7 separate regions of the Mus musculus genome follow, and all the other regions are linked to region 7. A link is a contact called in public Hi-C, HiChIP or PLAC-seq and promoter capture Hi-C data. All regions are on one chromosome and are shown on one strand. Each heading gives the region's core, a stretch centred on a gene start, on an enhancer-like site or on the middle of the called end of the contact. The rest is flanking DNA. Distances are from core to core; before and after follow the strand shown. Region 1 holds the start of Clasp2 (CLIP associating protein 2). Region 2 overlaps AU023762 (expressed sequence AU023762). Region 3 has its middle 11 kb from the start of Gm39438. Region 4 overlaps Gm36367 (a long non-coding RNA gene). Region 5 overlaps Gm39436 (predicted gene, 39436). Region 6 overlaps Pdcd6ip (programmed cell death 6 interacting protein). Region 7 holds the start of Arpp21 (cyclic AMP-regulated phosphoprotein, 21).

Region 1 (3,485 bases), core at 213-2,712, 1.5 Mb before region 7:
TGCATGCATGAAGATGCCAGTGAAACCCATTATGTACATTTGATAATATGTGCTAGGAAAACTTTATTTTAAATCTTGCTAAGTCTAACCTTCCAACAATTCCATAAAGATCTCATCATTAAAACTGCTTTTCTTGTCTCTATAGATAGAAGCTTTCAAAGTACAGCCTATTTGCTGGATACATCACTAAGAATCGTTCCATCCACGGGAGCTCCCGCCTGCATTTTAAAGCAATACTGCCACCAGAAGACTAAAAAGAAAAGTAACCACTAACAACTCCAACTAATTACAGAATATTCACTTTTCTCCATCGGTGGCTACATAACAACTCCCTGATGCTGACCGGACACCCATTCCTCCTCGTACCTTACCGCACTCCTCCCCATTCCCGCTTCGTTTGCAGCATCAACTAAACCATAGTGTTTCAAATCTAAGTTCGTCCCAACTGCGGGAAAACAAGAGAACTGATGAGTGGTCAACGGCTTTCTGCTGTCAATTAAGGGAAATGTGAATAAATGCCATGAGATGAGCAGTCCTTCCGTGCGAAGGACCTGAATACGCGCTAACGGTGCTTTTGGGTGATCTCAACCTTCACGTAAAGACTACGAAAGAAAAGAGGGAGAAAGGGAGAGGGGAGAGGAAAAGAGAGGAGGGAGACGGGGAGGGAACGACAGAGGAAAGAGAGGGAGGAAGAGAGAAGCAAAAAAGAAAAAAAAAGGAAGAGAGGCGGAGAGGGATGAAGAGAGGGTAGAGAGAAAAGAAACTGGAGATTAAGTATAACAGCAAGAGATGAACTTGACGGTCCAACTTCACGCCGTACTCAAACGCCCCATCTCAGCGCAGGCGTTGCCATCGGGCGTAGACAAACGTTACAAAGTCTTAAAGCCTTGGGCCGCAAGTTACCACTTTGTAAAGCGCCAAGCAACACAGCAACGTGTCACCGAACCGCCGCCTGGGGCCGTACCCCAAGCCCTGGGGGGCGATGCCAGCGCGTCCCCGGACCCCGGCGGCAGCGCGCCCGCCCGCCCCGGCCGCGCGCCCGTTCGCACCGCCGCTCACCCGGTAGTTGCTCGAGCCCACCCAGCGGGTGAGCGCGTCCACGGTCTTAGCCAGGCGGCTCGGATCGTCCTCCAGGTCCGGGATGGCTCCGGGCGTGCCGAGGCAGAGCAGCAGCTCCTCGCCCGCCTGCAGCCGGCCGCTCACGTCCTTCTGCAGCACTTGGGCGCAGAAGTACTCGGCGCCGCGGGGCTCCATGGCCGCGCCCGCCACCCCTCACACGCCCGTCGCCCCTTACACGCCAACTTTCCTCGCAGCACCGCCGAGGCGCGGCGGTGAAGCCTCCGGGACGCGCCGACACGCAGAGACGCCGCTGCCTGGGGTGCGGCGGCCGGCGGGGGACGGCCCCCCTAAACTAATCAAACTCGGCGCCCCCCGGTCCCAGCCCCGCTTCAGAGGCTGCGGCTGCCGGCGACGTCAGCGCGCGCGTGACGTCAGAGCGACGCGCCCGGCCTCCAGCCCGGCCTCCCGGCGCGCCCGAGCCCCTGTGGGCTGCGGCCTGTGGCGCTACTGATGGCCCGAGCCTTGGGCTGTCGGGGCCGTGTGGGTCGCCTCGCGTGGGCGACCCTGGAAGGCCAGTGTGGGAATTCCGGCATCTCCGGCGATTCGCTCCGCCGCCATCATCAAGACTCAAAACTTTTTGGTACTTCTCTCCCTGCCCCGCCCCTGCCGTCTCTTAAAACCGGAATACACGGGTCGCGTTCTTCCTCGGCACAGGCCTGGCTGTCCCTTCCTGCTGCCACCCCCACAGTCGCCCTGGAGGACTTTCTGTTTCCAGTTGATACCGAGGTTTTGCAAATGGATCCACATTTTCTCTTGACGCACTTTCACCTCCCACCCTCACTTCGGGAAGCCCCCAGACCGCCGTTACCCACTAACCACCTCTGCCCTGGGCGACTTTAATTTGATTTTTGTTTGGACAGAGACTAAAGGCAGCACAGGATGTCCTCGAACTCACCCTACAGTATGGTCTTACATTTCTGGCCCTACCCCTGCCTCCCAAGCCTGAGCCACAGAACTCGAGTTTTGTTTGGGGATGGCTGGGGCCGTTAACTTATAAGATTTCTTTTTATTTCATGTGTACGTGTGTGCACCTGAGTGTGCCCGCTTGCAGAAACCAAAAGTTCCAGGAAGTCAGATCTGGATGGAGTTAAGTGGCAGTTGTAAGCCACCTGATGTGAATGCTGGGAACTGAACCTGGGTTCTCTGCAAAAGCAGCAAACCCTCTTAACTGCTGAGCCATCTCTCCAGCCCAGTGTTGTAGAGAACAGGTTTAGCTGTGACACTTGGACGAGTCGGGAACTCAGTCTCTTGCATTCTAAACTTATTTCTAACATGGTAGGGTAATTTTCCATTTTTTAAAGTTATGTAACTCCACACTGTGTTCTTTTTCCTTTCCTCCCCCTCTCCCAGTTTCTTTAACCCTGATCCCAATATCCCTAGGGCTCAATCTGCTGCTGTAATCTTTGGGTCTAACTTCTCATAGCAAAATGTTGGTATTTCATTCCATGAAGTACGTATCTTAAAAGTCTCTACCTTTTTATACTTAATCCTTCCCCGTTATACTCTGACTTGTTGATCCATCCGTCCATATAGCAATAGGCCTCTGGGTTGTTTGCAGTTTTCCATAATGGTTGGCATAAGCACCTGAGTTTGGGTGCCCTTGGAGGCAGAGGCATCATCAGATCTCTTGCAGATGACTTAGATTCGATTCCCAGGATCCACATGGCAGCTCACAACCATCTAGCTACAGTTCCAGAGGATCCGATGCCCTTTTTGACTTCTAAAGGCGCCAGGCAATGCCCATGGTACAAGTACATAAAATACCCATAACACATTAAAAGTACACATACAAATAAATGTTTTTAAAGTATTTTGAATTTTTAAAATATCATCCCTTAAATAACACAGGTGTTGCTTTGAATGTTGCCATTTAGGAACTGTCTTTCTCTTGGTGGAGCACCCCAGTAATCCTAGCACATGGGCAGCAGGAGGGTCAGGAGTTCAAGACCAGCCTAGGCTACTGAGATCTTCTTTCAAAACACAACAGGAGCCGGAGAAATTGCTCAGAGGTCAAGAGTGTTTGTTCTTGCAGAGACCCAGGCTTGAGTCCCAGCACCTACACGGCAACCCACAGTTGTCTGTAACCCCAGTCCTAGGGGGTCTAACCCTCTCTTTTAGTCTCCTTGGCCAATGGCATGCATGGAGTGCATATACAGATATGCAGGAAATACAGTCATACACATAAACCTTTAAAAACACAAAGGTGCAGGGAAATGAAAGGGTTAGATGGAAATTTAGAAAATAAATTGATATACTGAACCTCCCTTCATGATCAGTCACGAGAATGCATCTAGAAACATGTCTATTTTTAACAGGACTGGAATGGTGTATTGAAACACAGGAGCCTGACTTCCCAGCCTATTTAT
Region 2 (3,520 bases), core at 62-2,561, 1.3 Mb before region 7:
AACTGAGCAATGCACGGGTGTCTCCTATCCAGGTGCCTGTCAACACCACCTTCACATAACACTTTGAACCCAAGCTTTCTCAAGCTGTCACAGAGCCTGACAGGTGTGGTGAGGCTGTAATAAGTCAATTTAACCCAGAGACTGCTAGGCTCTGCCTTGTCCTTAGTGAGTCCTCAGGACTAAGTTGGGAATAGAAGCAACTTTACCTTATGTGGAATCCTGCTGATCAACCCCTCCTCCCTGGGGAGTATTTAGAATATAGGAATATTTTCCCTCTAGTAGCGGAGACAGAAGTGCTACACCGTGGAGTTAGATCCCTAGACCTTAAAACATTGGAGATAAGATCTGCTAAGCCCTCCAGGCTGGCTTTAACGTATGGTCAGCCTCCTGAATGGCTGGAATTATGGGTCTGGCTGAGTGCACATTTGAATTTGAGTTTGGTGTAGTCTGAGATCTGCTTGCAGTGGTGGATGGAAAGGGAGTGCCCGGGGCTTTAACGTGTACAGCTCATGCGACTAAGAACTTACTGCGCGTCCTAGGCCTTTCTGCAGAATTCATGGCAATAATTCGTTTTCTTTTCTCTGCATAGCCCGGGCTGGCTTCAAACTCATGATTCTCCTTCCAGTTACTTTGTCAGTGGTGAGACTGAAGGTCTGCACTGACACACATACACGCACATACACACACACACACACACACACACACACACACGCACACACACAGAGGCACACGCACACACACGACAGTCAGTGAACAGCTTCAGGTGATTTTTCTTAGGTGCAGTCCACATTTTCTGAGGAAGCATGTCACTGTGGCCCAGAACTTGCCCAGCAGGCCAGGGTACCGAGGTCTGTGGATCTGTTTAGCTCCGCCTTCCCAGCATGGGGAATTAAAGACACAAGGGTATGAAACCCATTTTGTTCTTTTTTTTTTTTTTTTTTTTTTTGTGATGTGGGTTTTGAGGGTTGGATTTACATCCCTGCGCTTTCAAGGTAAACACTTTGCCACCAGAACCATTTCCCAGACTTCTCTCTTTTAACATTAGTCTTTAATCCACTTCATTGGACAAGCGAGGAGGCAGAGGTCCAGACCGCGCGCCTGGCTGGTCCTACAACACGAACAGAGCAATAGCAAGTCTGGTTTCTAAGGGCAGAAGGATTTGAGGCAGTGACAGACATGCTCATCCTAAGGAAACATGGAGGACACATAATTTTAATCCGAAAGTGTAGCAAAGAGCTGGCCCCTGGACTCCGTGTGAACGCCGCAAACCCTGGCTGTCGGCTCACCCCATTCAGCTGAGCAGTTTTTGGCAAACATCGGCACATCACATCATCCCCCTCCCCATCTCCACTCGGAGGTTCTTCCGTTTCCAGCACATATGTTCCTCTGTTCTGGAGTTTTTCCTGACAGAAGCAGCAGGTTTTTGACAAACAACTTTAATATTCTTTGCTTCTGTGTGGCTGGCTCTAATAATCCTGAAAGCCTACAAGGTCACGAGGAAGATTAAATCTGAGACATCGGAGGCAGATTTTGACACATCATTATTTAAATCCTGAGCTGCTCTAGGGCTCCTGTCCCCAAGAGCCCTGATTCACTGTCCAAATGAACACCCCAAATTCTACGAGGTTGCTGAGCACGGATTCTGGAGTCCTGACGGGAAATGCCGGCTCTGCTTGGCGTGACAAGGCCCTCGCTTTCTGTCCCGGAAGAGTTATTGCCTGTGGGGAGAATGAGGGTTTCAGGAAATCTGGGTCCTCTCCCATCTCTTGCTGTGGACTTTAGGATTTCATCCAATCTTCACAAATCCTCCATGATTTCTACTTACGAAGTTATTTATATCATTTTGTTTTTTAAAGACATATTTATATTTATTTTTTATTTTTGCGCGCGCGCGCATGTGCGCGCGCGCACACACACACACACACACACACACACACACACATGTATGCTTGCTGTAGCTGTATGGGTCCTTGAATAAACCAGAAGAGGGCGTCAGATCTCCTGGAGCTAGAGTTAGAGGTGGTTTAATGCTTACAACATGCGTGCAGGGAAAAAACCCCTCAGGACCCTTGTAAGAGCAGCTTCTGAGCCATCTCTGCAGCCTATTCTGCTTTATTTTAATTGAGATATATGTTTTTTAAAAATAAAAATGTACATATTTTGAACAGTTTGATAAAAACTTAAATGTATGGTCCAAGTGGGCATAACCCCAATTGAGAGAGGGGCACTTTCACCATTCCAGAGGATACTTGCTCTTCCTAGGATTGTAAGGGCATGCCTACTACATTGCCTGGGCTGATTTTTTTTTCTTTTGAGACAGATATCACTATGTAGCTCTGGCTGTCCACAACTCACTCTGTTGACCAGGCTGGCCTCTACTTCACAGAGATCAGCCTGGCTCTACCTCCTGAGTGCTGGAATTAAAGGCATTGCCACCATACCCAGGTCTTCCTTCCTTCCTTCCTTCCTTCCTTCCTTCCTTCCTTCCTTCCTTCCTCTTTCCCTCCTCCCCTCCCTCCTTCCTTCCTTTCCTCCTTCCCTCCCTCCTCCTCTCCCTCCTCCCTCCCTCCCTCCCTCCCCTCCCTCTCACCCTCCTTCCTTCCTTCCTTCCTCTTTCCCTCCCTCCCTCCCTCCTCCCCTCCCTCCTCCCTCCCTCCCTCCCTCCCTCCTTCCCCTCCCTCTCACCCTCCTTCCTTCCTTCCACATGGGTCCTGGCAATAGAACTCAGCTCTTTCTGCTTTCAAGGAAAGTGCTATGAACTGCGATCTCTAGGTCCACTCTACCACTTAAAACCTCCCTGTCTTATCCTCCAGGATTGCCGTGCTATGTCCCAAGCTCCCGATGTACTTACGCGATACATTTGAATCACATCCAAACCCTAGCACAGGGGAGACATTTGTTCCCCTTTGGTATGACACTTCTTTATATAAAACCTGATAGAGGGATGAAGGGAGGGAGAGAGGAAGAGAGAAAGACACACACACACACACACACACACAGAGAGAGAGAGAGACAGACAGACAGACAGACAGACAGACAGACAGTCAGACACACAGGCACACAGATACACAGACACACAGACAGACAGAAACACACAAAAAGAGAGTACAGGCTGGACCCCAATAGCCTTTTCATGGGTACCCATCTACTCACTTAACTTCATTACACTAAACCACACCCCTTAAAGTTTCTATCACCGACCCCCTCTCCCCTGAGCCTCAGGCTGTCAATAAAGACTTAAAAATGGGTCCTTGGTGGAAAATTCCAGACCAGAGCACAGGTTAGAACTGCCAGGCATTACTTCATTAATCAAATCAAATGAGTAATCATCTTGGTTGTGGCTGATTTTGGAAAATCATTTTAAAATAGAGGGCTTGTCACAGCATCACAGTGCACCCATGTCACACCATCACTCACAGTGCACCCAGGTCATAGCATCACTCACAGTGCACCCATGTCACAGCATCACTCACAGTGCACCCATGTCACACCATCACAGTGCACCCATGTCACAGCATCA
Region 3 (3,416 bases), core at 80-2,579, 1.2 Mb before region 7:
CGTCTGTGGGGCTTCTTATTTCCATGAGATAATTGTGCATCTTCGTACAGTACGGCCCATCTCATGCTTTGTCTTCCTCTTAATTTTTATATTTTGAGTGTAAAAAATAGACTTTTTAATAGCATTAAATTAGACTCCCCCCTTAACAATAGGGAAACTAATGTCTGAGTATAGTTAAACATGCTTAATGTTATTGTTTGACATGTTTTATAAGATTAGAAAGTATTTACTTTTTGGTAATACAAAATTTATTTTGATTTATGTGGTTAGTAGAAGATGTTTTTTTTTCTAAACAGATAGAATCAAACTACTTTTTAAAAGTATTTTTGCAAGCTGGGTGTGGTGGCACCCACCTTCAATCCCATCGTGCCAGAGGAAGAGGCAGTAGATCTCTGAGTTGAGGCCAGTCTGGTCTACATAGCAGATTCTAGGCCAGCTGGGGATGCATAGTAAGACCCTGTCTAAAAAATGTTTGTTTGTGTGTGTGTGTGTGTGTGTGTGTGTGTTCACATGTGTGTGGGCCCATGGGCATGTAGAGACCAGAGATTGAAGTCATGCGTTTTCTTCAGCTGGTTACCCTATATACTAAGGCAGGGTCTATAGCTGAGCCTTGTGTTTGCTAATCCTGGCTAGTCTTAACTAGCCAGCTTACCCTGAATAGTCTAGCTTCACCCACGGAGTGCTAGGATTAGAAGCCAGCCATTGTGCATACTTAGCTATTTTTAAAATATGTACTTTATGTGCGTCTCTCTATGTGTATGTGTACATGTGCAGGTGCTTGCAGAGGCCAGGGGAAGGTGTCAGATTCCCTGGGGCTGGGATTACAGGTGATTGTGAGCCACCTGACATCGATGCTGGACTATTTCCCCAGCCCAGCTCCTCAGACTTAAGCACTTTTTCAAAGCCACTTTGGTTATTTGAAGTGACGTATTCAGATACTGGAGATGAGGATGCAGACATATTTGGCGGACCACTAACATGCCTACCATAAACAGCTCTGGAATTTTACTCAAAAATGTTGAGTTTTGTTTAAAACGTGTGTAGAAGAAGTATCAGCAGTAGCGTAGTGTTCTTTGTGACATATCTACATTTCTGGTGCAGTCCTGTCTTCGTGGAGATTACTTGGTGACATTTAGAGGTTTGCACCTATAATTTTAACAACACCGTCTCATTAACTATTTGTCTTAAGCTATGTGTTGTCGACGTGCACAGGACTTTTCTTTGTACACATTCTTCCTGAGTGTATTTTTCTAGCCAGTTCTCACTTGATGTCCTTAATTCCTTATGAAACTATATTCCCTGATGTAATATCATTTGGCATCCGCTCTACAAGGAGAAGCATATGTTGGCAATAGGCAGTGCGATGAGAATGTTGTTCCTAGGGAATCAGTTTAGCAGTGCCATATTGTGAAACCTCCATGTTCATTATTTATTTGAGGCAATACAAAAATGCTGAGCACCGAGGTGACCTTCTGAGCTGAGCAAACGCTGCTGATATTATATGTGACCTACTTTGCTCAGTGTCCTGAGCCGAAGGATACCCTGCAGCCTGGTGGACTGCCCTGGCAAAGGAAAGTGACATATGGGCCTGGGGTTGAGAGATAGTTTTTGCTTAGGGACTGTGTACAGACCTCCTCAAATGACTCATTAATGTCTACATCAGGGAGGTTGTAATTTCGGATCTGCTTCCTTCCAAGTCTGATATTCATGTTAAAAATGAGCTCTTGATACAAAGGGTAACCTTGGAACTCACTGACAGGAGACCTGGTCCAGTCTCTAGTGGGAGGAGGCAGCTCAGGCTCACAGGGCACCGATTCCTGTTTGAGAACAGGGAGGTGGGAGAGGATTGAACTCAGTCAGCTGACTGATGGATATTTCTAAAAATCCAATATAAAACCAGGTATGGCAGAGCATGCTCATGATCTCAGTGTGTGGGAGGTAGAGGCAAGAGGATTGGGGTTCAAGGTCATCAGTGGCTACACAGCAAGGTGGAGGTCAGCCTGGGCTACATGACACCCCGTCTTCAAAAACCAAACACAAAACCAACTAACAACAAAATACAACATCCCTTTAAAAAGTCTACAAGGCATCTGTCCCTTCAATTTCATATTTAAAAAAAATTTTTTTTAAATGTGAGTGTATTTGTACATGTGTTTGTATGTAGAGGGTGTGTGTGTACGTGCTCGCATGAATGTGCCTGCATTTGTGCATGTGTGGGGGACAGAGGACACCCTTATTGCCATTGGCCAGGAACCCACCAAACAGGCAATACTAGCTGGCCAGTGAGACCCGGGGATTAGCTGGTCTCTGCCTCTCTTGCTGTTTCTTGTGTTGCTTCTGGGCATCAAACTCGGGTCCTTAAGCTTACAAAGCACCTAGTGGAGCCATCTCCCCAGGCCCGGTTTTCTTTCTTGTTTTGTTTTGTTTTGTTTTGTTTTGTTTTGTTTTGCTTTGTTTTTCTAGACAGGGTTTCTCTGTGTAGCCCTGGCTGTCCTGGAACTCACTCTGTAGACCAGGCTGGCCTCGAACTCAGAAATCCGCCTGCCTCCGCCTCCTGAGTGCTGGGATTAAAGGCGTGCGCCACCACGCCTGGCTTTCTTTCTTTTTATATGGTTTCTTGGGAAGCGTCTAGGGAGTACGAGATCTTTTTGACATTTAGCTTTAGAATACCTTTGCTCCTTTAAACTAATTATCAACCAACCAGCAGGATCTTGGAAAGCTTCAGAATTCCCTGCTCTAAGAATTGATAACAAGTGCTTGATTTGATTTTCCTTTCTGATGCCATAGGTATCCAGCATTTACAAACCATGCCAATTTTCTTATTTTAAGGGTTCATTTTTTTTATTTATGTGTGTGTGTCTGTGTGTGCACATGCATGTGAGTGCCATGAAGGCCTGAAGAAAGTGTCAGATACCCCTGGCATTGCAGGCAGTCGTGAGCCGGCAGCTATGGGTGCTAAGAACTCCAGAACAAGAGCAGCAAGTGCTTTTTATTGCTCCTCTGTGGATCTTCAATCCATGTTACATTTTGAACACTGGATCTGCTGGCCTTTGTCTCACAGAAAGCCTTTTCCATAGAGGCAGGAGAAAGCCTGTGGCTAATCTTCATGGAGTCTGGCTGGGTGTGTTTTGTTAATATAGCCTATCCTCACTGATGGAAATTCCTCTTCTCTCCTGTCACTGGAGTCAGGATTGGAGTGTGAGCCCAGCAACCTAACAGACTAGGATTGGCTCTATACCTTTAACAGGCTAGTTAAAGAAACACAGTAGTGATGAGAGAGAGAGAGAGAGAGAGAGAGAGAGAGAGAGAGAGAGAGAGAGAGAGAGAGAGAGAGAGAGGAGAGACAGAGATTTCCTCAATGTGGCCACATTGCAGAGGAACAAAGTGGTCTGTTGACTTCCAAAGACCATCTTTCA
Region 4 (3,459 bases), core at 317-2,816, 1.1 Mb before region 7:
TGCAGGGATCTTGGACCCTGGGAGGTTCCAGCTCCATAGAAGATGGCGTTGTTGCTGTTTCTGTCAAGACAGTGCCTCTGAAACCCTTCATGAGTGTTTCTCTCCTTCCTACTACCTGCAGCCAACCCTGTAGGGAAATGTCAGTCTCCGTATATAACCTAAAAATACCCACTGAATGCACTCCAGTTGCTAAGCCCCGTTTCTTCTGGGAAGCTGTCAGGGTCCTTGGTCCTAGCAGGAAAGCATCTTCTCTCACAGTCCAAAACATCCCTGTTTGTCTAGTGTGTCACCTTCATTGTGAAAATTCACAAACCCTTTCACAGCCTAACAAGACAGACTTGTTTCCTGCAGCGAGGTGAACTCACACCTGCTCTTCCTTCCCTCTGGGTGTCATGCAGGGCTTCTGGCCCCTGCTGTCAGCTTTGAAATGCATCCTAACTTCAATTTGTGGTAAAAGGGAGCCGATGAGAAAGTGGGGTGGTAGAAGGGGAGACAGAGAGGAGAGGAGAGACCCAGTTCTAGATAGACACTTTGGCTGGACTCCAGGAAAACCTGTTGCTCTAAGGTTTTGATTGTACAGGGATCTTTCTGCAGTCTATTTTTTCCCCAGCTCACAGCCTGCCTTCTGGTTTAGGGAGAAGGACCACCAGGTGGGGCTCAAGAGTGGCTTGTTGCAAAGGAGTGGGTAGCCAACTGCCATGCTTTGTGGTCTTAGATGGGTTTACTTTTCCCACCTTGAGTGAAGGCTGGCAAAGGTCACAGCTTAAGCTGTCATCTGCATGAATGGTATGCGCTTGTAGTGATGGTGGCTGATGTCTCTTTATTCTGAAGCCACTGCTTGTGATGGTCCTTTTTGCCTGTGGAGCTATGTTGCTCCCTTTCCCCTCTCTCTTCCCTTCCCTCTTCATCTTTTTCCCCTCCCCCTTCTCTGCTTCCCCTCCTTCCTTCCTCTTCCCTCTCTCCCATCCTTTTTCCTTCACTTATCTTCTTCCCTCTCTCCCTTGCCTTGTTCCTTCCTGTTTCCCCTTCTCCCCCTCAGCTATTTTCTCCCCTGTATCTCAGCCTCTTACCAGCCACCTCCCCTCTTCCTTTCTCCATCCTTCCTTCCCTCTCTTCCTTCCTCCCCTCCTTCCTTCCCTCCTCTTTTCTTCTTTCCCTCTCTCTCCCTTACCCTCCCTCCCTCCTTCCCTCCCTCCCTCGCTCCCTCCCTCCCTCCCTCCCTCCCTCCCTCCCTCCCTCCTTCCTTCCTTCCTTCCTTCCTTCCTTCCTTCCTTCCTTCCTTCCCTCCCTCTCCTTTCCCTCCCTCCTTTTTCCCTCCCTCCTCTCTCCCTCCTTCCATTCCCTCCTCTCTCCTTCCCTCAAGCCTGTCTTCCTTTTCTCTCTTTTCTCTTTCCTCTTCTCTTTCTCCCTCACTCATGGCTCTCCCTCACCATGATTAATGATTCATTGTCTGTTGGGACAATCCAATTTGGCTGCTCTCCGCAAAGCTCTATTTTAGGGAGTAGCTATGAATCAAATCCCCTCAGCTCTGAGAGCAGGGATGCAGTGGCTCCCTTTCTGCATCCCTCACGCTCTCATCTGATTAGCATCCGGACTCTGGAGAGATGCCTTCAGCAGACTTCCCACTGAAGATCTGTGTCAAACTTTCTAGGGCAATACTAACAGTTCTTGGGATAATCCAGCAGCCTCCTCTTACTGACATATCTGGGAGTTGTCTTTCTCAAAGAATCCCTTGAACTTGTTCCCCCCCCCCCCCCCCCGCTTTAAAGCATCCTGAGGTTGTTTTACTACTCATAATTTTAGACTTAAATGTTTTGAGTTTGGAGTGCAGAGATAATAAATAAATAATACTCTGAAGTTTTAGATTAATTAGTAATTAATTTTTGCAAAGCTTTGGAGACGAGCAGTGTCGCATACCATTAAGCTTAGTGCTGGCTCCATCAGACTTCTCAAATTGTGTTTCCAGAACAAAGGGACACTTTAGATTCTTACATCAATTGTTAGGCAGATGAGAGAAAATCGATGACCACCCTCTGCCCCCACCTCCTTCAAACAGACATACACACAGCATTCAGGCTGATGGTAAACACAAGACCCTGATCTGCATTGGAAAATACAGTCTGCATTCCACCATGAGCCCCCCACCCCCAAGAAGAGTGCAGAGAAAGCAGAGAAAGGCAGCTCTCCAAGGTAGTCTGGAAAGCAGGCTTCTCAAACACAGCCCTCAAAGATTAGGCAAAAGGGGGCTGGAAAAGAAGCAGGTGAGTCCTCAGGAGAGACCTCCATCAAGGGCTGGCATTCAGCATAGACCTGAGTCTCCTGTGAGTTCCTGTGACTTCAGTTTTTTTCTCTGAAAGATAGATGTGGACCAGAAGGACTGCTTTTAAGAAAAGGAGGCAAAACAAAGCCCTTAGCATACAGCCTGGTAGAGAGGTCTAAGGACACCTGTAGATTTTCCCTGTTGTCATGGGGCTGAGGACCCTATTAGGTGACAGTGCTTGCCACAAGATATGCCCAGTAGTGGCAATAATGGACCCTTGCCTGGTTTTGAGTTTTAAAAGCCTGCAATGCTTTTTCCCTGATGCCTCTGTGACCTCCTAAGAAGGGAATGGAGGTGAGTGGCCTTCCCACAGCAGGGACAGCTGAGAGGTCTGTTTCCTCTCACACTGAGCTTGAAGCCTCCAAGCCCTGTGCTTCTGGGCCCAGCACGTGCAGGAGCCCAGGGGTAGATGTCTCAGGGCGTGAAAGAGAGAGCCAGAGGGAAACAGAGATCATTCCTGGGAAAGCACTCATACCCACCTCAGTCTATGGCAGAAAGGTCACTCATCGTACACACAGAGATACCACCACAGACACATGCTGATGCATGTAGACAGGAAGAGGCACACCCATGTAGATGCATATGTACACACTCAAAGATGCTCACAGGTACAGCTGTATCCAGACATATGCAAAGTGATACAGAGGAATGCAAATGCAGATATGTCAGTATATGTGTATCTATGTGTCTGTACAAATATGTATGTGTCTCTGTATGTGTCAGTGTATCTGTCTGAAAATGTATGTGTCCGTACATGTCTGTATATGGCACTGACTACACGTTTCTGTAGACACATTCAAAGATGCACACATGTATAGATGCATTCAGATACACACACAGACCATGAACACATGTGTGGGTTCATTCAGAGACATATACAGACCATGCACACATGTATAGATGCATTCAGACACACATACAGACCATGCATATAGATGTACTCTGATGCTAGCATGTATACACAGATAAATGCTTATATACATGTGCAGATACAGAAAAGACATAAGCAAAACCAGGCATATATAGATGCCCTCAAACATATGCAGACTCACAGACACCTATATAGTTAGATAACATGCATACAGACAGACATTCATAGATACATGTGTATGCAGGCAGAGACACTGGCACACACATTG
Region 5 (3,550 bases), core at 34-2,533, 1.1 Mb before region 7:
CAAGCTAGCACACTCCCTCAACTTGTTTCTGTCAGGTGTTGTGGTTGCAGCAGTGTGAGAGTGTCCAATGCAACCCCTGATGCCTTAACTCTGGCCATTTGCTTCTTGACTGTGAAGTGGAAAGCACCCATCTTGCTTCTCCAGAGCCTGTTGAGGGCATTCTGTGGGGGAGGGCTGAGAAGTCATTTGCAAATGCCATAGTGCCCCATGGATGTTGGCACTGCTTTAGAACATAGGTTATCAAGTGTTATTGGATCTGGATAACTGAATAACCAATCTGCCCATGAATTTATGTATGTGTGTATGTGTATGCATACATGTAGGTATCTATGTATCTACCTACCTCCCACCTACCAACCATGTGCTCTCTGCTAATGTGTATTCTACTAATTCAGGGATTTTCAGAATAAGGAGCTTTGGTTTTCTAGAAAGCCCTCAGGAAGGGGTGGGGGAGTTAGGGAGTAAAAGTGCCTGCTCCAGTGTGGTGTGTATAGTGATGTTTTTCCTATGGAATGTCCCCCAAAGATTCCTTAGGTATTGTTTCTCCCATGAGACCTTCAAGAGCCTTTACTAGCACAGCGGAGCAGGACCTAAGCATGCGTGTACTGGCACAGCTGGTCCTCCTTGCTCATATGTTTTCATTATCTTCTTGTAAATATCTCCCGCCTGAGGCCAAGGGAGGTCAGTCCAGTGATGGATAAAATGCTGATTTTTACATCCCTTCCACTGCCGGCTAAAGATTCAGGAATGTTTACCAGCCTGCCGGTTGAACTTTTAGGCTTCTCCAGAGAATAACGATTTAGCTGCACATGTGGAAACGTTGTCATTATCTGTTTAGGGCTGACCATGGGAGAACAGTGACCAAGGAAGCTGGAGGGAGTTGGGCCATGCCTCTTGCTCTCGTTTTCTCTTCCTCTAATTTACCCTGGGTCTGCCTCTCCCTCCTCCTCCTCACAGTCCAGCCGTGCAGCTGCATTCATTTACACCCACCAGTTCTGCCCAAATCTGCCATACAGGGAACTGAAGGGCTTGCAGCCACAGACTCATTTCCTAGGCAGTGAATTGTAATAACACAACAGGACGGGAGTCTTGATCTGGCGCACACTCCTTGGGTTTACCAGAGGTAACAGCATAGCTTGGGAGTCTCTCTCTCTCTCTCTCTCTCTCTGTGTGTGTGTGTGTGTGTGTGTGTGTGTGTTTAGTGGGTAGGTGTCAGTACGTGGGCTCTGGGATGTGTCTCGTGAACACCAGCGATGAAGAGCATTGACAGCACTTGCTGCTTGGTAATGAGATTCAGTGTTATAGGACTGTTATTTTTAGGGTTTAAACTATGAAAATCTCGTTTCCCCACTAGAGGCCTCTTTTCTGTCATTCTGGAGCACACCAGGTGAGAAACCCAGTGTCATCTTTGAAAGTAATAACAGATCACAAGTTAGCGCATAAAATACTGCTCTTGCAAGTCTGGTTGACAAGAGTGAGCTTAAAAATGGAATTTTGGGTTGGGACAAGCAAGGAATAGACACAGGAAGATAAATTTGAAAGTACTGAGTTAAATGAGGACAACGGGGGGCAGAATCTTGAAATGGACATATTCCTTGTGGCAAATCAAGTATCCATGCCCATTGCAAGTCTGCCTGCCCATGTCTGTCTGTCTGCCTGTCTATCCATCTATCCATAGTCATCTTGCACCTATCCTTCCATATGCCTCTCTGTGTGTATGAGTTGCCACTGGGTATACCCTACTGTACACCTCTAGGTGGTTTTGGTCTAAATCCCCTCCCTCGGTCACCTTTACCTCTTCATGCTCACACATACTTCATATTTGTCTGATTCCATGAGTAGAACTAGTAAAATGATTTTGTGTAGGTTTGGAAGCCTTTCTGGTTTGGCAATATGGGCTCTTGAGATAGAGGTTTCGATTATTCTATATTCTGATCCTATCAACCAGTGCATCAAATGTAGCTACTTAGAAAAATCCAGAAGTTTGATCATGGAGGTGCTCATGGCTTTGATGACAAGTCACATGTGTGATGATTTTTGAATGTGCTGCCTTGTGTCAACTTTTCTTAGGAGGACCAAACTTGAAAGAGGAACCCTGTCTCGAAAAAACAAAACAAAACAAATAAAAAAGTCAGCACCAGTCTCTACCCAAAGGCCGGCTCTGTCAAGCTTGTGTCCCCAATCAGAATGGACGTTCTTTTCTGTCTGCCTGATTCACCCTGGCCACAACTTTCTCACTATACTCTGTTTCTTGGGTCAAAGTGGTAGAGCCAAGCGTGACTTCCTGTTCACCTCTCAGCTGGTGTGCCCACTTCCAAAGCGATTCCCAGAGTGTGGCTCCTTCTCCTCTCACTGCTCGCTGTCATGATTACTTCAGTTGCTTCCTTACTGGCTTGTTTCTTCAGCAGCCTCCTTGCCTGGAGCTGTCCATGCAACTCTTCAAAATCCTCGGGGGTGCCACCACGTGGCTGTTTCCAAATTCTCTGAAGACTCCTCACTGAACACTTTAGTGCTTTGGGTCTGCCCATTCTCCGCCTCCAAGGGCAGCAAAGGGAGGCTCTCTGTCCACACTTGGCCTCCTCCTGACTCTCTGACTCACTGATTCCCTCCCACCTTCCATTCTCCCTGCCCACACTGTTTTCTTCCCCAGACGAGAGTGCTTGTCTGGCATTCCATTTTGTTTCTATTCAAATGTCACCTCCTCGGAGAGAGATTATCTTTGAGGATTTGAAATAAAGCACCATCCCTGGGTCCCATCCTCTCTGCACTGCTTCTCTTAGCCTGCTTGATTTTTTTTTTCACAATGGTCGTCATCTTCTGACATCCTATGCCTATGACTGGTTTCTCTGAAGGCAGGGTCAGCTTCCTGAGACAGGGGACTTTTCTTGGTCAGCATTATCTCCAGTGGCTGGAACAGTATCTAGCATGTACAAGGTGCTCATGAATTATTTGTTAGCCAAATGAAGGTTGGTGAAACGGCTCTGTGGGTCAAAGCAACTGCAGCCAAGCTTGACGACCCATTGGACTTATGTGGTTGGAAGGAGAGAACTGACTGACTACTCGTTAGCTGTCCTCTGACTTTTCCATGCACTGTGGAACTTGCACACCCACACACATGAGAGAGCACACACATGCTCGCGTGGTCCATACACACAAATAAACTAGGTATAAAAAATATAAATGAACAAATGAGGGTGTTGCTGGTGCTTTCTACAATGCCTTTATACATTATCTCTAGCAGTCATGTTGTTCAGATGCTGCTGGACGAGCAGTAAGGAAGTGCACTGAAACAAAACACGTTGAAGGTGGGATGATGCTCCTGATGACTCACACACTGAGAGCTCCTTGATCGGAGGAAGTTGCTCAGTAGAGCAGCTGGTAGATGGAGGATCCTGACAGGCACTGAAAACCAGAGACAGAGCAAGAAGCATAAGCAGAGACCATGGAGGAAGGTTGCTTACTTACTTCAGCCCACTGGCTTTCTTGTGGAGCCCAGAACCACCTGCCTAGGAATGGTGCTGCCCATGGTGGGCTGGGCCCTCCTATATTA
Region 6 (3,477 bases), core at 964-3,463, 1.4 Mb before region 7:
GAGCAGGTAACCATGGCACGAGTGACCTGCATGCAAGGGAGTTCCCATTTAATCACATAGTTTTAAACTTAGACTCAGTTGTAAACTCATTTCTTACTTAGCTGTGTATGAATAGTGAACACCCAGGCATTTCTCCTTAACAAAGATAAATGGTAGTGAAGCTCGTCCAAGGTCTCTGTGACGGGTGGAGTAAGCTGATCCTGTAAGTCTGGAGCTTTCCCAAGCCCTGTGTGTACTGAGTGATATGTATGATCTGGTAATTCCCTTTTGACTTAGTAGTGAATCCTAGGTGATTAAAAAAATGAACCTTAACAACTACTTTGAAATATATTATGCTTTTTAAGAATTTGACTATTAAGATTTGTGCTTACAATAAATAATATCTTCATTTTAGCTAGAGATTTTATTGCTATTAATTATATCTGAAAATGGTTCTATTTTTCTTTGAAATGAGAGCATCCCTTGAGAGAGGAGAACTATTTCAGTGAGTTGTACCCTATTTTGGCATGAATGATGTCTTTCTGTATTTATGAGTTCTAGAAAGAAACTAGACAAATGTCAGTTTTCTTTCACTGGGCAGATGTTAACTAAGTGACTACAAATTACTGTACCCTAACTTCATAAGTAATTTTGTTTTTTTCCTAAATTACAACTGCACAGATGGATAGAAGTTGAGGTTTATTGTCTAGTGAATTAGGGTCTAAGAAGGGGAAGGAAGATCAAGCTGAGGACCAGAGCTTTAAAAATCTAGTCTGCTGAGTTCTGGAAACTCTTTTCCCCAGAGGGAGCCAAATTCAGAGCCGTTTTAGATAAAGCTGTGCAAGCGGATGGACAGGTGAAGGAGCGCTACCAGTCCCATCGAGACACCATCGCACTTCTGTGTAAGCCGGAGCCAGAGCTGAATGCTGCCATCCCCTCTGCTAACCCAGCAAAGACCATGCAGGGCAGCGAGGTGAGAAGGGAGAACGTGACATGGGGAGTCCTGTGTTCATGGGACTCTGTTCAAGTTGCTACGTAGAGACTGCCAGAGTCTTACTGCCAACTCAGCCGAAGGGGCTTGGGGTGCAGCTTCATGGAAGGCCACTTGTTTAGCTTGCACCAGGCTTGGGGTTTGAGTCCAAGTACCACACATTCTTGTATGCTCACAGACAGACACATAAACACATACAGAAGTAAATCGGGGTTGTTATATCAAAACTAGCATTCTATACATTGAGTGATAGTGGAGTTATTGATTAATGTCCTGTTGGAATTTTCATTTGTTGAGTTACTTTTGTGAGCTGGTACTTCATATGCTAACAGTGTTTAACTCAGATGTTGTAAAAGGGAAGCTTAGAAAGGACAGAAACTTCCCTTGGGGTGAAGAAGATGGGAGCCTTCCAACTTTAGTTTCTTTGTTCTTCATGATTTTCTTTGTATTCCACATGGTTTGAAGGGAAGATTGGCAAGGTGTGCATGTTAGTAAATGGACAGCATCAGGATGATATTTCTAATGATGGCAGGAGAGCGAACCCACAGAGCCTCTCATTAGGGAAGTCTTAGAGAGGAGAGAAAATGCAGGCAGAATGTGGTGGTGGCTGCTGTAAGGTCAGTTGTATTACATTAGAGGCTCCCTGCTGCCTAGGAAGTAAGTCCAGGCAAGTAAGAAACAGTGTATTGAAAAGGTACATTTCCAGGCACAATAGATTTCTAAAGTTGTTAATACTCTTCTTTATTTCTCTTTGTATAGAATAATTATATATATTCTAGCAAGACTTACTTCGTGAGTACTTACTGTGTTAAGTACTTTGTAAAATTAGCAAATGAATATAACCTTTCTTTATCTCAGCTTGTTGTCCAGTGTGGAACCTTTGTCATGTACAAAGATGACAATGATTGGTTACAAGTTTATAAACTCAGCAGGAAAAGCATCGGGGTTGCTGTTCGGATTTAGACAGTAGTGTGGGGCACCACTTTGGGAGTCTTCTTGGGAAACTGGTATACTGTGAGAACAGAGGGAGAATACATGAGCACAGCTGAGGTTCCTCATGGCCTCAGCTGTGTTCATGTATTGAGTGCACTGGTAGAGGGTGTGGAGGGCAGAGCAGGTCCCGGGCAGCACTCAACAGCAGGAGAGCTGCAGAGCAGTGTGTCTAAGGGATCCAGGGCTACAGGATGGGTGGACCAGGAATGCCAGCTACATGCCTGGATCTGGTCAGAACACGAGGATGTGAAGAGCAAGGAATCTAAACACGAGAATAGCCCCAGGGAACAGCAACAGGATCCCTAACCCCTGCCCTGCAGGGCTGAGGATTAAACCAGGGCCTGGTGCATATTATATGGGCATTCTACCACTGAGCTGTGTCCCCAGCTTACTCCCAACCCCCCTTTTCAGAGACAAAGCCTTTCTACATGCCCAAGCAAGCCTTTAACCTGAAACATTCCTATGTCTGTCCTGGCAGAGCAGGGGATTGAATAGCTGGGTAAGCATGCTATTACAGAGCTGCATCTCCAGCCCTTGGCACGTTTCTTTTTTGTTTTTTGTTTTTTTAATTTTAGAGAAAGATAGCTGTGGGACACATCTTTCTTATTCTTTTTGGTCTCTTCTATTTTCTTTCCCCGCTGGGGATTGAAACCAAAGGTTTGTTAGGTTCTACAGTCCCAGACCATTGGTGTCTTATTGATAAATTTATATGGATTGATTTCTCTTTCATGGAAAAGCAAAAATCATTTATGCTAAGCAAAATCAGAACTAGTAAGCCATTATTTTTTTGTAAATTTATTAATTTAAATTAACAGAGGCTTTTTGATAATCTGTAATGCCATTGCACACAGAGGTAAAGTCTTTTTTTGGGGTGGGGGTGTGTTTCAAGACAGGGTTTCTCTGTGTAGCCCTGGGTGCCCTGGAACTCACTCTGTAAACCAGGCTGGCCTCGAACTCAGAAATCCTCCTGCCTCTGCCTCCCGAGTGCTGGGATTAAAGGCGTGCGCCACCACGCCCGGCACTAGAGGTAAAATCTTTTATAATCAACACTAAGTTATTGTATTGAAGCTGGATTTCCTGACAGGTACAAAGAAAATGTTCAGCACGCTGTGCTTATGTATCATGAGCCTCTGTTAATTTAGAAGACATCATATGTTATCAAAGCTGATTCAAACTTTTACCGTAAACTTTGATGATCGTTTTCCCAGAGTGTTCATGGTAAAACATTGCTGTCTGACAGCCAGGCATGGTGTGCATGACTGGGTAGAGACTTGTGAGATCTCTGAGTTCGAGGTTAACCGGGTCTGCATAGTGAGATCCAGGTTAGCCAGGCTGCATGATGAGACTCTGTCTTAAATATATGTGTTTCTTGTTCTTTTTCTTTGGCTCGCTTTTCTTTTGTTTGTTTATTTTGACTTATTCCAGTTTGTTTTTGTTTTATTTTATTACTTTTCATTAGATGCCTGTGCTTCTAAGGAGAGATAGGAAGGGCATGGATCTGGGTGGATAGGGAG
Region 7 (3,422 bases), core at 383-2,882:
GGAGAGGGAGGGACAGGGACAGCCAGCCCCGTGCACTCGCTCCCTGCAGTCACCTCCTCCCACCCGACCTGGGGAAGTGGCCGGAGCGCAAAGTAGCAAAGTAGCAGAGACGCTGCGGGCTCCAACGACAGTCACCTGGTTCCCGCATTGCTGGTGGGACCACAGGTCGCAGAGGGGCGGACAGATCAGCGCAAGGACTGGCTGCAGGAGAAGGTGGCTACTCCCAAGAGAGAGGAGCAGAGCAAAGCCTGGACACCACCCCCAACCCCTTTCCTGAAGCAGACAGACTGACAGACAGGCAAATAGACAGACAGGAGCTCAGCAGCCTGTGGTGACATACAGACTCTCTAGCAGCGAAGACCTCCAAGCGTCCGGAGCGGTGACAGTCCAACAGCCGCAGCCACGCGTTCCCCACCAGCGCTGTGCCTGGGCAGCGCGAGGACCCCTGCCTCCAAGCCAAGGGCTCCTTTTGCTAGCAGTTAAAATAAATCGACCAAACAACAAAGGCAAGCCACAAACCAAACTGACCCAACCAAAGCATTCACTGAGAAACAATAATTACTCACAAAAGCCCCAAACGAAATCCAGTCAGTCAAGGCACCCGGGACGCTGGGTCACTCCACTGTTCCTTCAGGTAAAGAGCCAAGTCTTCCGACATGAGCATCACAAGCCCTTTGTGTCTGGCTGTTGGGGCTTTCTGCTTCTGCTGCCCCCTCCCCCTTTTTTTTTCTTTCTACCATCTATCTGTGCTTTCCCTTTGACCTGTTTGTCGTTTCTGTGTTGTTTATCTTGTTTCTATGTCTCGGCGGAAGGCATGGGTGGACTCTCTTTCCCTCAAAGCAGGCAGAAATTGAAATCTGGGAAGGGAATTGAAAGGGACGATGCTTTCTGTAACAGAAGTTTCCAGTAATTTTATATGGGTTTTATGGTGCCAAGTTTGGACATTCTCTTGTTTCAGTTGAAAACTTGTCACTTTCCTCAGTTACCACAGAGGTCCTGGGTCCCAAGAGGTCGGAGAAGGGAGGGAGAGGAGGATAATTTTTTGCTTTATTTTTTTTAAATCTTGAAGTCATTTCCATGACAGCCTCTGGTGTAACGTTATCTGTCTCGGGTGATAAATGTGATAGTAGGATTGGATCTGTATCAGGCAAGTGTTTTAAAAAGTTTCTTCGGAAGAGAAATTACATGGCTTAGCATGGATGTCACGGATGTATTAAATTCAAAGCTTGATCACCTTTTACAGACACAGACTAAGACTGGAGCCTAAGTCTTAAGAAAAAAAAAAAGCAATGAGGAAGGTAATGTCATGGCGGGATGGGAGGTGTACGGTGAGGTTGCTAGAAATGGTCCCCCTAAGAACGTGTTGCAGATGGAGACCATCATTTCGCTCTCTGCCTTCTCAAAGGATGCAGCTTCTGCAAGCTAGAATGACAGTCTCTAGAATGGAAATGAATCTGTATTTTTTTTTCAAATTTTGCTCCAATGCAGAATAAATCTAAACTGTGCCCACCCTTTCCTCATCTGCCTTGGAACCCAACTCTGCAGTTTACTGCTTTAAGTAAGCAGCAAAGTAGACAGGGCAGGCAGGGAGGCACTTCTTGTTTCCTTTTTTTTTTTTTTTTTGTAATTCTGTGAAAATCAGAGAGCCTTTGATATGCTCTTCAGCCTAAGTAGACCCTCTCTTTCAGGATTATGTTACTATAGGGCTTGATGTCTGAGTGGCATTTTAGCTAATGTCATTTTCATGAAAGACAGTCATTTGGAAGGCACTAGGGCTAGTTATGCTTCCTTCAAATAGCAGAGTGATCTTAACATGAGAGACCCTGTCTTCGGGGTTATGTAGCCCTTCAAGGTATGTACCTGCTTATGTCTGATTCTCAGTGTCCTTTGTCCTCATCTTCCTTTGCTTTCTAATCGCTTTGACTGGCAGGCTATTTTTATATTTCTAGAGAATACATTTAGATGTCTTTTTAAAGTGATACATGTTTCCATTCTCAAAGATTGGGAAAAGATCATCTCTTGCTATGCTCGTCTGTGCTAATATGATTTGGTTTCTGTGTAAATTTAAAGGCATTGCTTTAGACCATTGTATTATACATGTCTTAGTTTCTCCTTTCCGGGTATGATTTATGTCGTCCGAATGACAAAGTAACTATTCCTCTCGGTGAGTGCTTATTTAACAGTACTTTGGATGAGGCATATTTAAAGAAACTTAAACAGCTCCTCCGGGGAATACCATTAGGTTTCTTGGTGACTTAATTTCATTCACTATATGGTGATTTCTTTTTGCTGGTAATTCAGTTCAGACCCAGACAAGTGTGTGTGTGTGTGTGTGTGTGTGTGTGTGTGTGTGTGTGTGTGTGTTTTATTAGATTTGCACATTGCCAATCTCTCAGTGACTGCTTGTCATAGATCTCAGTTGAGTGTGGTTACTTGAGAACTGTAGCAATCACCCTGTTAGAGCGTGCTGCACTGAGGAGTTCCTTGCAGTCTGTTTTTTAACGCTGTTTAATGAAGGAGTGGGCATCTCACTCTGCAATGAAAGGAGCCCGAGAACAGACAGAGCCCTGTGCTGCTGTGGAGACTGCAGAGCAGAAGGGAGTGGGAAGGTAAAGCGGGCTGCAGAGGTGGTCTTTTGAATCGGGTCCTTATAGCTTATCGATGGAAATCAATCGGTTTGGATGAGAGAATTCTCTCTGAATAGCTGGTTAGATGCTCCTTCAGCGTCTTTGCTGGTTCTTAGAAAGAAGACTCAATAATTTGAGTTTCTGAAAACTTAGAGGAGATGCTAACTGGGGACTTCCTGTGTGTCTACTATTTTTAATATAGGCTGTGAGAATGTTGGGTAATGAATGCAGATTTAATTTCAAATTCCTGAATCATTGTTCTGCTGTGGCAGATGGGTTGGACCTTATGAAACATTCTGAGATTCAAAAAAACTACCACCAGCTTCAGATATGGTGATAATCTGAATTTCTGCTGTGGGAATTTTGGGTTGATTTTTCTGTCATAAACTTGAAACTTTGCACCAGAGCTGTGACAACTAAGGGAATCTGGAGGTTTTAGATGGACTTGGTGAAATAGTTGTGTTATTTTCTCCCTTTAACTTTGAGTGAAATGTCCCTCATTTATCTTTCTAAAGAGTGCATATTTTAAAATGTCTCTGAGGTAGCATTGATTACCTTTAGAATGTTATCCTTGGGGGCCAAATATCTTCACATAATGGCATGTAAGATGCATGAAGCCATATGTCTGCATTGCTGGCACCTTCATGGATCACCAATCTTCAGGTACAAGGTGGGAATGTTCACTCAGAAAGGTATCTTGCTCATTTTCGTATTAACAGCATGCAAGCATCAGGCCACTCCCCCACCCCCCACGGTGAAGCTCATTAGACCAAACACTTAAGTAGTTTCAAAATT

The links. Promoter capture Hi-C pulls out the DNA fragments that hold promoters and counts their contacts. A called contact is a pair of places that touch in the nucleus more often than the background predicts. HiChIP or PLAC-seq counts read pairs in DNA pulled down with a chosen protein or histone mark.
Region 1: a contact with region 7 is called in a promoter capture Hi-C map of embryonic stem cells, with 2.4 times the contacts expected there. The contact joins the promoter of Clasp2 here to the promoter of Arpp21 in region 7. A contact is called at or near these places in 2 of 39 promoter capture datasets (embryonic stem cells and pre-B cells) and 4 of 115 datasets of contacts at active chromatin or transcription factors (astrocytes, large pre-B cells, pro-B cells and 1 more).
Region 2: a promoter capture Hi-C map of hippocampal neurons shows a contact between it and region 7, with 14 times the contacts expected there. The contact joins the enhancer-like site here to the promoter of Arpp21 in region 7. A contact is called at or near these places in 9 of 39 promoter capture datasets (the 3T3-L1 cell line, 3T3-L1-derived adipocytes, cranial neural crest and 4 more), 2 of 484 Hi-C or Micro-C datasets (cerebral cortex and forebrain), 2 of 115 datasets of contacts at active chromatin or transcription factors (embryonic forebrain and forebrain) and 1 of 9 other capture datasets (liver).
Region 3: a contact with region 7 is called in a Hi-C map of cerebral cortex, with 7 times the contacts expected there. The contact joins the enhancer-like site here to the promoter of Arpp21 in region 7. A contact is called at or near these places in 11 of 39 promoter capture datasets (the 3T3-L1 cell line, the C10 cell line, cranial neural crest and 6 more), 12 of 484 Hi-C or Micro-C datasets (brain, cardiomyocytes, cerebellar granule neurons and 7 more), 9 of 115 datasets of contacts at active chromatin or transcription factors (VIP interneurons, astrocytes, embryonic forebrain and 6 more) and 3 of 9 other capture datasets (adipose tissue, macrophages and pancreatic islet).
Region 4: a Hi-C map of cortical neurons shows a contact between it and region 7, with 2.3 times the contacts expected there. The contact joins the enhancer-like site here to the promoter of Arpp21 in region 7. A contact is called at or near these places in 9 of 39 promoter capture datasets (cranial neural crest, embryonic stem cells, frontonasal cranial neural crest and 3 more), 2 of 484 Hi-C or Micro-C datasets (cerebral cortex and cortical neurons), 6 of 115 datasets of contacts at active chromatin or transcription factors (VIP interneurons, embryonic forebrain, embryonic hindbrain and 3 more) and 1 of 9 other capture datasets (adipose tissue).
Region 5: an H3K4me3 HiChIP or PLAC-seq map of forebrain shows a contact between it and region 7, with 15 times the contacts expected there. The contact joins the enhancer-like site here to the promoter of Arpp21 in region 7. A contact is called at or near these places in 4 of 39 promoter capture datasets (3T3-L1-derived adipocytes, embryonic stem cells, hippocampal neurons and 1 more), 7 of 484 Hi-C or Micro-C datasets (cerebral cortex, cortical neurons, forebrain and 1 more), 5 of 115 datasets of contacts at active chromatin or transcription factors (SST interneurons, embryonic forebrain, forebrain and 2 more) and 2 of 9 other capture datasets (liver and pancreatic islet).
Region 6: a promoter capture Hi-C map of embryonic stem cells shows a contact between it and region 7, with 7 times the contacts expected there. The contact joins the enhancer-like site here to the promoter of Arpp21 in region 7. A contact is called at or near these places in 8 of 39 promoter capture datasets (the 3T3-L1 cell line, cranial neural crest, embryonic stem cells and 4 more) and 1 of 9 other capture datasets (embryonic stem cells).

What each region holds. Positions count from the first base shown.
Region 1 is chr9:113,739,450-113,742,934 of GRCm38.p6, reverse strand. Clasp2 (CLIP associating protein 2) reads right to left here and starts at 1,462. Exons shown (of 40, transcript NM_001114347.1): 1 at 1,060-1,462. The coding sequence starts at 1,254. It overlaps Gm38623 (a long non-coding RNA gene), which reads right to left. Exons shown (of 4, transcript XR_001779313.2): 4 at 3,112-3,485.
Region 2 is chr9:113,513,147-113,516,666 of GRCm38.p6, reverse strand. All of the region lies in intron 2 of AU023762 (expressed sequence AU023762), which reads left to right. Among named protein-coding and RNA genes, the nearest start is that of Gm36540, 46 kb to the right of the region's middle. Within about 2 kb of position 1,311, at least 11 of the 459 cell types and tissues checked have an H3K27ac peak or open chromatin away from gene starts, as enhancers often do. A contact at or near this core is called in forebrain and hippocampal neurons, where this site is marked.
Region 3 is chr9:113,430,879-113,434,294 of GRCm38.p6, reverse strand. No RefSeq gene overlaps it. Among named protein-coding and RNA genes, the nearest start is that of Gm39438, 11 kb to the left of the region's middle. Within about 2 kb of position 1,329, at least 10 of the 459 cell types and tissues checked have an H3K27ac peak or open chromatin away from gene starts, as enhancers often do. A contact at or near this core is called in cerebellar granule neurons, cerebellum and cerebral cortex, where this site is marked.
Region 4 is chr9:113,298,193-113,301,651 of GRCm38.p6, reverse strand. All of the region lies in intron 2 of Gm36367 (a long non-coding RNA gene), which reads right to left. Among named protein-coding and RNA genes, the nearest start is that of Gm36367, 4.2 kb to the right of the region's middle. Within about 2 kb of position 1,566, at least 8 of the 459 cell types and tissues checked have an H3K27ac peak or open chromatin away from gene starts, as enhancers often do. A contact at or near this core is called in VIP interneurons and cortical neurons, where this site is marked.
Region 5 is chr9:113,340,039-113,343,588 of GRCm38.p6, reverse strand. All of the region lies in intron 4 of Gm39436 (predicted gene, 39436), which reads left to right. Among named protein-coding and RNA genes, the nearest start is that of Gm39436, 18 kb to the left of the region's middle. Within about 2 kb of position 1,283, at least 19 of the 459 cell types and tissues checked have an H3K27ac peak or open chromatin away from gene starts, as enhancers often do. A contact at or near this core is called in cerebral cortex, cortical neurons and forebrain, where this site is marked.
Region 6 is chr9:113,669,232-113,672,708 of GRCm38.p6, reverse strand. It overlaps Pdcd6ip (programmed cell death 6 interacting protein), which reads left to right. Exons shown (of 18, transcript NM_011052.2): 11 at 1-6; 12 at 783-952. Among named protein-coding and RNA genes, the nearest start is that of Gm36745, 27 kb to the right of the region's middle. Within about 2 kb of position 2,213, at least 25 of the 459 cell types and tissues checked have an H3K27ac peak or open chromatin away from gene starts, as enhancers often do. A contact at or near this core is called in embryonic stem cells, where this site is marked.
Region 7 is chr9:112,231,522-112,234,943 of GRCm38.p6, reverse strand. Arpp21 (cyclic AMP-regulated phosphoprotein, 21) reads left to right here and starts at 1,632. Exons shown (of 21, transcript NM_001362020.1): 1 at 1,632-1,852. It also overlaps a transcript of 2900079G21Rik not described here.